Regions from separate parts of the Mus musculus genome. Here region 1 is linked to region 2. A link is a contact called in public HiCAR-type data. All regions are on one chromosome and are shown on one strand. Each heading gives the region's core, a stretch centred on a gene start, on an enhancer-like site or on the middle of the called end of the contact. The rest is flanking DNA. Distances are from core to core; before and after follow the strand shown.

Region 1 (4,348 bases), core at 819-3,318, 2.3 Mb before region 2:
GGTCATGAAGAGGGCCCTGAACATCCATTCATCCATATTCCTACCAAAGACAGCTGAATGTACATGGGTTTCTAAAAAGGACAGAAACTGACAAAAACAAAAAGGAAGCATCTTCAGCGAGGAAGGCAATCAGATCAGATGAGCAAAACCAGTGTGAGGCATGTCCACAAAGCATTTAAGTTGTCACAGAAACCTCACCACACTCCCAAAGGACTTGGAAAGCTCTGCTCAGCCCGGCTGCACAGGGAGCTAATCCGGGGCTCCGATGAGACACTTTGGCCCAATACTTTTTTTAAGACAGGGTTCTCTATGTAGCCATGACTATCTTGATTGAACTCTATAGCCCAGACTAAAGAGGTCCACCTGCCTCTGCCTCCTGAGTGCTGGAATTAGGAGCGTGCCACCACCACCTCGCTAGATCAGATATTTTTGAGAGCTATTCCAACATGACTGGTACTCTTTTTGACCCTGGGAAAGTTTCAGCTCCTGGATCCACACTTCGAACTTTGGCAAATCTCTTTTCCTCTCAACAGTTCTGGTTTTAACTGTGCAGGGCCAAAGTGAAGCTTGTAACTGAATGTTACTACTCCTACAGTGACTTTGTTTCCACAATTCACAATCAGGACCTCCTAAAGTTAGGATACAAGGCCACAGAAACGTTACCAAATGTAAACTGCCGCCCCCTGAATCACAGAGCTGGTTGGGGGCGGGGGGGGGGGGGGGAACCGAGCTATCTTCCCAGCCATCCTTGTTCTATCCTAAAGCACAGGGGTCTCTCTTAAGGAGCATCAACTCCTGGTGCCCTGGTGGCCAAAGTTCTCCAGGAAGAACCTTAAGCTTCAACGGTACCTCACACAATGGTGGATCTAAGACTCAGCGCGCTATTGCCAACGGGATGGCCCGCACAGGCTGGGAGGGTTTAGGGACTCTTGCCTGCCTCACCTGGACACCGAATGAGCAACAAAAAGCGTGCTAGCAACGCGTTCCCGCCTCAGTCAAATCCTTCCCTGGAGTGTTTAGGGAAAGCTCATTTTTCTAGTGCTATGACAGGAGGCCTGCTTAGAGGCGTGTTCTTCCATCCTTTAGTGGAAATCACCCACATCTTTAAAAAAAATAAAATAAAACAAAAACAAGTCACTTCTGGAAGAGGCTTCCCTGTCGAGCCGACACCCACGTCTCAACTATCCAGAATCCCTGATGTGTGCTCAATCTTGGCCCCCGTGGCCCGCGCGCTCCCGGCTGGCGCGGTGGGACCGACCGCGCAGGCTACGGCCTCCGGAGCCTGGAGCCGCGACGTCGCCGGGCTCGGTGCTCCTAGCCGCACCGCTTCCCTTCTCAGATACACACGGAGCAGGCACAGCGGACCAAGCGCTCCTCGAGAAGCTCTCCCCGACGGGCCGTGGACACGCGCGACACGCTGTCACCATCCGCGGACTCCCCCGGGAAGCCCCACACCGGCTCCGGCCGCCCCTCTGGGCTGCCGACCCCGCCGCCATCTTCCTGCCGCGCCGCCCCCGGGCCTCGGCCCTCGGCCCTCAGCCCGCCGCCGCGCGCCCCCGCCGGCCCGCGCGCCCCCGCAGCCGCGAGCTGCACTCCGTGAGCGACGGTTAGGCGCGCGCTTCGAGCGGGCCCAGCGCGGAGGCCCTGCCGCCTTCGAGAAATTTCCGCGCCCCTGAACCCACACAGGAAAACAAGCCGGGCGCGCCCCCGCGCCGCGGCCTCAGCGCCCCCTCCCCCCATCGGCGCACCCCTCCCCCCGCCCCCGCCCCCGCCCCGGGCGCGGGTCAAGTGCGGCCCGGGGCACCGCCCGCCCGACCGCCCGCCTGGCCCGCGGCGGAAGAGGCAGCGGCGGAGGCGGCGGCAGCGGCGGCCTCGGCCGGTGTGATTGATAGGGACGGCGGCAGCGAGAGCGGCGGCGGCGGCGGCGGCGGAGCGGTTGAGTGACAGCTTACCTGGGTGCCAATCTTCATCACACTGACAAGCGGCTGCAGCAATCGGGACCCGCAGTGCCGCGCCCGCGTCCAACCGTCACGCCGACGCCGGGCCACGCGACACAGCCTCGCTCAATGGGAGGAGGGCGACGCCGATGCGCGCCGCATCAATATTCACCGCGGGGGCGGGGCCTGCCGACCCCGGGCCCCGCCCCCGCCCAGCGCGACGGCGGGCGGGGGGCGGGGCGGGTGGGGCGGGGGCGAGGCAGGGGGCGGGGGAGGGCCCAAGCGGGGCGGGGCAGAGGCCGGTCCCGCCCCGCTGCGCGCACTCAGCCAGGCCCCACCCAGCGGCCCAGCCCGGGCGCCAGTAGCAGCCTGCCCCGCCCCAGAGGCAGAGCTTATGTTTCATGACCACGCCGTGGGGCGTGGCCCAGAGAGCTATAGACCACGCCTCCTCTGCGCACTCGTCTGCTCCCTCCCTTCGGATAAAGGTTTGTGGAACTGGGTGGAACCATCTGCAGCTCAGGCGGGGAGTACGGGCTGTACCATCAGAGGACCTTCGCGATTCTGGGCCTCCCGGCTCTAGCCCTTCGTTCTGAGCGGCGCCTCGCAATCAAGGTTCTGGAGCTGGGGTAGGCGCGAGGAGGTAGGCGTTCATCTTTAAAGACCGAAGGACTGAGCGCTTGAGATGTTTGCCCTGGGATCTAACCATGGATGCAGTCTCCTGACTGACCGTGAAGTGACTGCGGTCTGACATCTGGTCCGTTAGGACTCCAGGCCAAAAAAAAAAAAAAAAAAAAAAAAAAAAAAAAGAAAGAAAAAGAAAGAAAGAGACCTTTCCTTAGGAGGACTGGACAGTGTTGTCTCTAGTTGAAGCTCTGCCTAACCAGATCATCTGCAGCAGCGTACCCCGGGCCCCGTGGCTTCACTGATCGAAGTAAAAGACAGAGCGAAAGAGGCCCTCAATTTGCCTGGCTTGTCTAGGCAACAGTTTTATGCAGTGGCCGCCTGAGTGTGTGATCGGTGCTTCTCATCCGTACACAGATTAAAGCGGTTCTGATGACCCCACACTCCTCAGGAGGAGCCTTGTACCCCAGGACTGTTGGCTGGAAGGGGCCTGAGGAAGCCGCAGCATGTGTTTGGTAGGACACCCTCCTGTGTCCTCAAGGCTCCACAGACACCCCAAGGCATCACTCTCTTTGTAGCTACAGTTCGGTTCACCACAGAACCCACGTGGAAGGAGAAAACCAACTACCAACACATGTGTGGTATGCACACACATTTGTCCACATACAATAGCAACAACAATATTAAAATTTGAAAAACTGGGTTTGGGAGCTGAAGATATGGCTCAGCTGATAAGAGTGCTTACCTAGCATACACAAAACCCTAGGTGGGATCCCCAACACACATTAAACCTTACCAGGTTTAATATGGTGACATATGCCTGTTATCTCAGCACTTGGGTAGTCGAAGCACAAAGATCAGAAGGTCAAATTCATTCTTATCTACCTTTTGAGGTCCTAGCCAATATGGAATACATAGGGACCTTGCCTCAAAGAACAAAGTTATTAAGCATTGCAGGGATTAGCCGGGCGTGGTGGCGCACGCCTTTAATCCCAGCACTCGGGAGGCAGAGGCAGGCAGATTTCTGAGTTCGAGGTCAGCCTGGTCTACAAAGTGATCTCCAGGACAGCCAGGGCTATACAGAGAAACCCTGTCTCGAAAAAACAAAAAACAAAACAAAACAAAAAAAAAAAATTGCAGGGATTAACCAAAGAGAGTATCCTGTTTTGCTTTCCATTGCTGTGTTAAAACCCCGACCAAAACAACCTGGGAAAGGCTTATTTGGTTTTTATTTCCACATCATGGCCTGTCACCAAGGGATGTTAAGGCAGGAACTGAAGCTGGGCTGTTACTCCTCTCCATGGTTTGATCATCGTAATTTCTATACAACTGTGGATCACCTGCCCAGGGTTGTCAACACCCACAATGGTTGGGTCATTAGATCACCATACCATAGGTCCCAGGAATCCTTTGCTTCCTGTGTGAGACCACACAGGACCTCCTCCTCCTAGGGCTGAGATCCAGATGGCTTCTAAGGAAAGAATATTATACATTTAACGCTATTTACCATTCGTTCTGTGTCTTTTTTTAAAGATATTATTTATTTGTCTTATATATAAGACAAGTACACTGTAGCTGTCTTCAGACACAACAGAAGAGGGCATCTGATCCCATTACAGATGGTTGTGAGCCACCATGTGGTTGCTGGGAATTGAACCAGGACCTCTGGAAGAACAGTCAGTGCTCTTAACTGCTGAGCCATTTCTCCAGCCCCCCATTCTGTGTCTTTACAATGCCCTTTAAAGCTTCACTTTTAGGGGTGGGAGAAGTGTCTCTGGGGTTAAAAGCAT
Region 2 (4,369 bases), core at 1,090-3,589:
AGCAAAGGTGAACTTTCCACACAAACATGCCCACCTGTGTATACATATACTATACATGTACATGTATAGCTGGGGTCTCGGGATGGTTTGGTTTTAAGAAACTATTCCATGTAGTCTATTTCCCAAGTGCTGGGATTAAAGGCAGTCGTCAGCATGCCTGACTTAAGTTGTAATCTGCATTGCTTCCCTTCAGTAGGGGGACCTGAGCAGTGCCTGGCGCATACCAGTCCAGCGCTCTGCCACTGAGCCAACCCCCATTCCCCGTGTGTTCTTAAGAGAGAAACTGAAACAAGTCAACTTTGAGTTAACCAAATGGGAGAGAGGTCCATAAAAAGTTCCACACTGGGAACTACCCAGTGAACAAGGGAAAGACTTTGACTCTGAAGATGTAGGCGTAATCTCTACTACCAAGAGTGCGATGACTACAGAACATTCGATACCAAAGTGATACAGGCTTTCAGATCATAAAATGTGTGGGGTTGTAAGCTGTGTGTGCCTTGTTATGTGTTACTTCATACTGTGTGAAACAGCAGTTTTCAGGTTGTACCTTGCCCGAGGTGACTCCATTCTATAAAAGCAGCGTTTGGCTCTATTTTAAGTGGGAATGCAGAAGCAGGAAGACCACACCACGCCTCACTGTGCATAGGGTTCCACCACCTGTTAGCGTCTCTCACGCAGAACGGACTGACAACCACTTACTTCTAAAAGTTAATAAACAGAGTTTTCCACCTATAGGCCTATCGAGGCTGCCAGATGAGGTGACACACGCCTTTAATCCCAACACTTGGGAGGCAGAGGAGGGCTGGAGACCAGCCTGGTTTACAGAGTGAGTTCCAGGCTAGCCAGGGAGGAAAACCAAACCAAACCAACCAACCAACCAACCATAACTTATCAAAATAAATTAGAACTCTATGAACACATAAGGGTACTGAATTCACACCAGGAGATCCATTATCAAATACACTAAATAAAACCAACTTATCATATGCCCTAGAAAGTGGCAAAAATCGATCACCTTCACTTGAGCCCCATGAACACTTCTAAAGCTATAATGACAAGAGCCCCCATTGCCCGTGTAACCACGAGTGTGTTCATTAAAGGCTGACAGCAGAGAACTCCTACCAATCTCTGGAGCTCAAGATCCTCCCCTTCCTGCCACTGTTGATGTGGCCACCTGTGTGTCCTTCTGGACCATCTTCCAGTTCATTCCCAAGCTCACCTCAATGGTGAAGTCTAGCTCCGGGCCTCCCTCAGCTCCAAAGCCTTCATACCTTATCATGAATACTTGTCTTTCTCTTTACATCTGTCTTCTGCTTCATGTAAGGCCTCTTAGAACTCCTGTGGCCTCTTTACCCCTTACACAGCTATTCAATAGCCTACATAGACATATAATTACTGTGGGATGTGTAGTCTCCGGTGAGAGTTAATATCACCAGTGAAGACTGGAATGATATATTCTATTTTCGGTGATGGCCAGCTGTCAAGGGAAATCTCGAAATCTTGGCAAAATTGCAGCCAACGAAACCCAGTTTGTGAATCTGTACTTCCATTGTGAAAGACATTGTGCCTGGCACTGTGAAAAGACAAACGTGTCCCTTTATGTTTCTGACATAGCATACTCACGACACATGGCTTGCAAGGTTTAAGTCTTAAAATGCAAGGAAACACTAGGCAGCTTATTTTTCTCGTACTGGCAGGCGATTGACTGCAAACGGGTCAGTGTGCCATGCCACGTTCTGAGACGCCAAGTTTATCACATTAAGTCCACATTAAAATAAATAAAATTAAATTAAGTACTTCCTCCTTAACATTTGGGCTAAGATGTCTAAGAAGGGGCCATTCAGGGGTGACGCTAAGGCATCTGTGACAGGTTGGCAAGCGGGGTCAGGGCTTTCGGACACGGCCGCCACGTCTGCGAACCAAGTTCGAGCAGTGTCGGACCCCGTCACCCTCCCCGCGGAGCCTCGGGAAAGATGTCAGAGGGGATCTGCCCCGGGGAGCGGTCGGGGGTGCTGTCAGTCAGCAGAACGCGGACGGGAGCGGCGAGGAGGGCGGCGCGAGGCAGCGGCGGCCGCGGAGGGCGGCCGGCCTCCCCCCTCCCGGCCTCGGGCCCCAGTCACTCACATGCGGGCCCGCGCCCTCTCGGGCTCCTCCCGCCTCGGGGACAGCAGCCGCCGGGCGAGGAGGGTGGGCCAACAACTTCCTGCTTCCGGCAGCGCGACCCGGAAGTGGTTCTCGCGCCGCCGGCCAGGGCTGGAACACAAAGGAAAAGCTCCTTGCGCCCCAGGTTCCGAAACAGATCTGGCGAGGTCGCGGGGCGCGGGGCGCGGGGCAAATCTCGCGGTATCTGAAAAGCTTGTGCTCTTGCTCCCCCTGACGTCCAGATGGCACTACTGCGCCTTCTCAGTCGTAGAAGTCTCAAAATATTAATAACAACAATAATAATAATAATAAAAAAATTTTTTTAGGGGTCCGGACTCATTGACTCAATTCATTCCCATTTACACTTGGCTCACTCGTTTGTATCTATTGACTGCTGGTTCTGTGGTAAGCATCACTAAGCACTGTACTCTTAGGAAACTGCTTCAAGAATTATATATTGTAACATGAACATTCTCACAACACCTGACCATGAACCAGCCAAACAGGTTTATGGAGCTGGTTAACTGACTGCAGGTTTCTCTCACAAATAGGGAGTGGCAGTCAGCAACTGTTTGTATATGTGTGTGTGTGTGTGTGTGTGTGTGTGTGTGTAGTATGTGTACGCTTCTCCATGCACATAAGTGTCTTCAGAGGCACCGGATCCCATGGAACTGGACTTACAGACAACTGTGAGCAGAATGATATAGATTCTGGGAACTGAACTCAAATTCTTTGGGAAAACAGCTTTCTGAACAGCCAAGCCATCTCTCAAGCCTCTATATCAGAACCTTTAACTGATTTCTACCCGGGGACCTGAAACAAAATGCTGGGCTCAGCCCTGATGCTATAACTCAAAAGCCATGGTGACTGTGAGATGGGGTCAGATGAACCAGAGCAAAGACTCCAGGCCACCAGGCCACTCTACGCTCTCCCCATACAGGCACAAATAAGTCTCCTTTCCTGACACCCACTACTACCTGTACCCTCAGCTGACATACTAAGCCTGCCAGAACTGACTTTGTTTTTAACCCCTTAAAATGACAGTTACACAGGCTAGAGAAAGGGCTCCGGAGTTACAAGCACCTGCTGCTCCAGAAAAAGACCAGAGTTCACTTTCCAGCACCCACACAATGGCTTAGAACTGTCTGTAGCTGCCGGGCAGAGTGAGTTCCAGGACAGGCAGGGCTATACAGAGAAACCCTGTCTCGAAAAACCAAATAAACAAAAAAACAAAAAAACTAAAAAGGAGAATATATGGAGCCTAAATTCATCTATGGTGGCCTTGGAAATTCTCAAAGTCCCCTTTTCAGAACCTCACCGAGTGAGAGAACTGGGGTTAGCAGAGTTCCCATCACTTGAAGCTGCAAGGCAAAGAGAGACAGGTGAGACTGCACTGAAGAGGTACAGTTCTGTTTCCCTAAGGACACCAGCTTTACAGAGAACAGTGACGATCAGAGTGGCAGCCTCCTTAGATGACAGGCTGGAAGAGAACAGAGAATGTCTTTAAGAATTTAGGGCTAGCCTTGCAGTGGTAGCGCAAGCCTTTTATCCCAGCACTCGGGAGGCAGAGGCAGGCAGATTTCTGAGTTCAAGGCCAGCCTGGTCTACAGAGTGAGCTCCAGGACAGCCAGGGCTACACAGCGAAACCCTGTCTTGAAAAACCAAAAAAAAAAAAAAAAAAAAAAAAAAAAGGTGTTTCACAGACTGGGCTGCTTTGGGGAGTTTCTTTCCAAGGCATCTCTAGCTGTTCTCTTGAACAGGGCTGGAGGGGGGAAGGGCTGGAGAGATGGCTCAGCAGTTAAGAGCACTGCCTGCTCTTCCTGAGGTCCTGAGTTCAATTTATGGTGGCTCACAACCATCTGTAATGGGATCCATTGCCATCTTCTGGTGTGTCTGAAGAGAGCAATAGTGTACTCATGTACATATAAAAAACAAAAACAAAAACAAAAACAAACAAACAAACAAACAAAAAACCTTTTAAAAAATCTGGGGGATTAAACCTTATTGATGATGTCTCCCAAGAAGAGACATTTACTGTTCCGAGCTAGGAACAGAGTGTAGATGAATCTATTCTACCTTCTGTGGCAGCATCACTCGGTAAACATTAACTGGGATTTGCCCAGAAAAAGAAAAGCAAAGAAACCAAGACCACACATAGCCAAGCAGTGGTCAGGGACACTCACCTATGATGCTTTGGGTGGACTCAGGAATGAGCCCCCATGATGTC

The links. HiCAR-type assays count read pairs that join an accessible place to other places.
Region 1: a HiCAR-type map of astrocytes shows a contact between it and region 2, with 2.9 times the contacts expected there. The contact joins the promoter of Pknox1 here to the promoter of BC004004 in region 2. A contact is called at or near these places in 1 of 39 promoter capture datasets (liver), 1 of 115 datasets of contacts at active chromatin or transcription factors (astrocytes) and 1 of 9 other capture datasets (adipose tissue).

What each region holds. Positions count from the first base shown.
Region 1 is chr17:31,562,493-31,566,840 of GRCm38.p6, reverse strand. Pknox1 (Pbx/knotted 1 homeobox) reads right to left here and starts at 2,068. Exons shown (of 11, transcript NM_016670.3): 1 at 1,953-2,068.
Region 2 is chr17:29,266,758-29,271,126 of GRCm38.p6, reverse strand. It overlaps BC004004 (cDNA sequence BC004004), which reads right to left and starts at 2,339. Exons shown (of 9, transcript NM_030561.3): 1 at 2,125-2,339.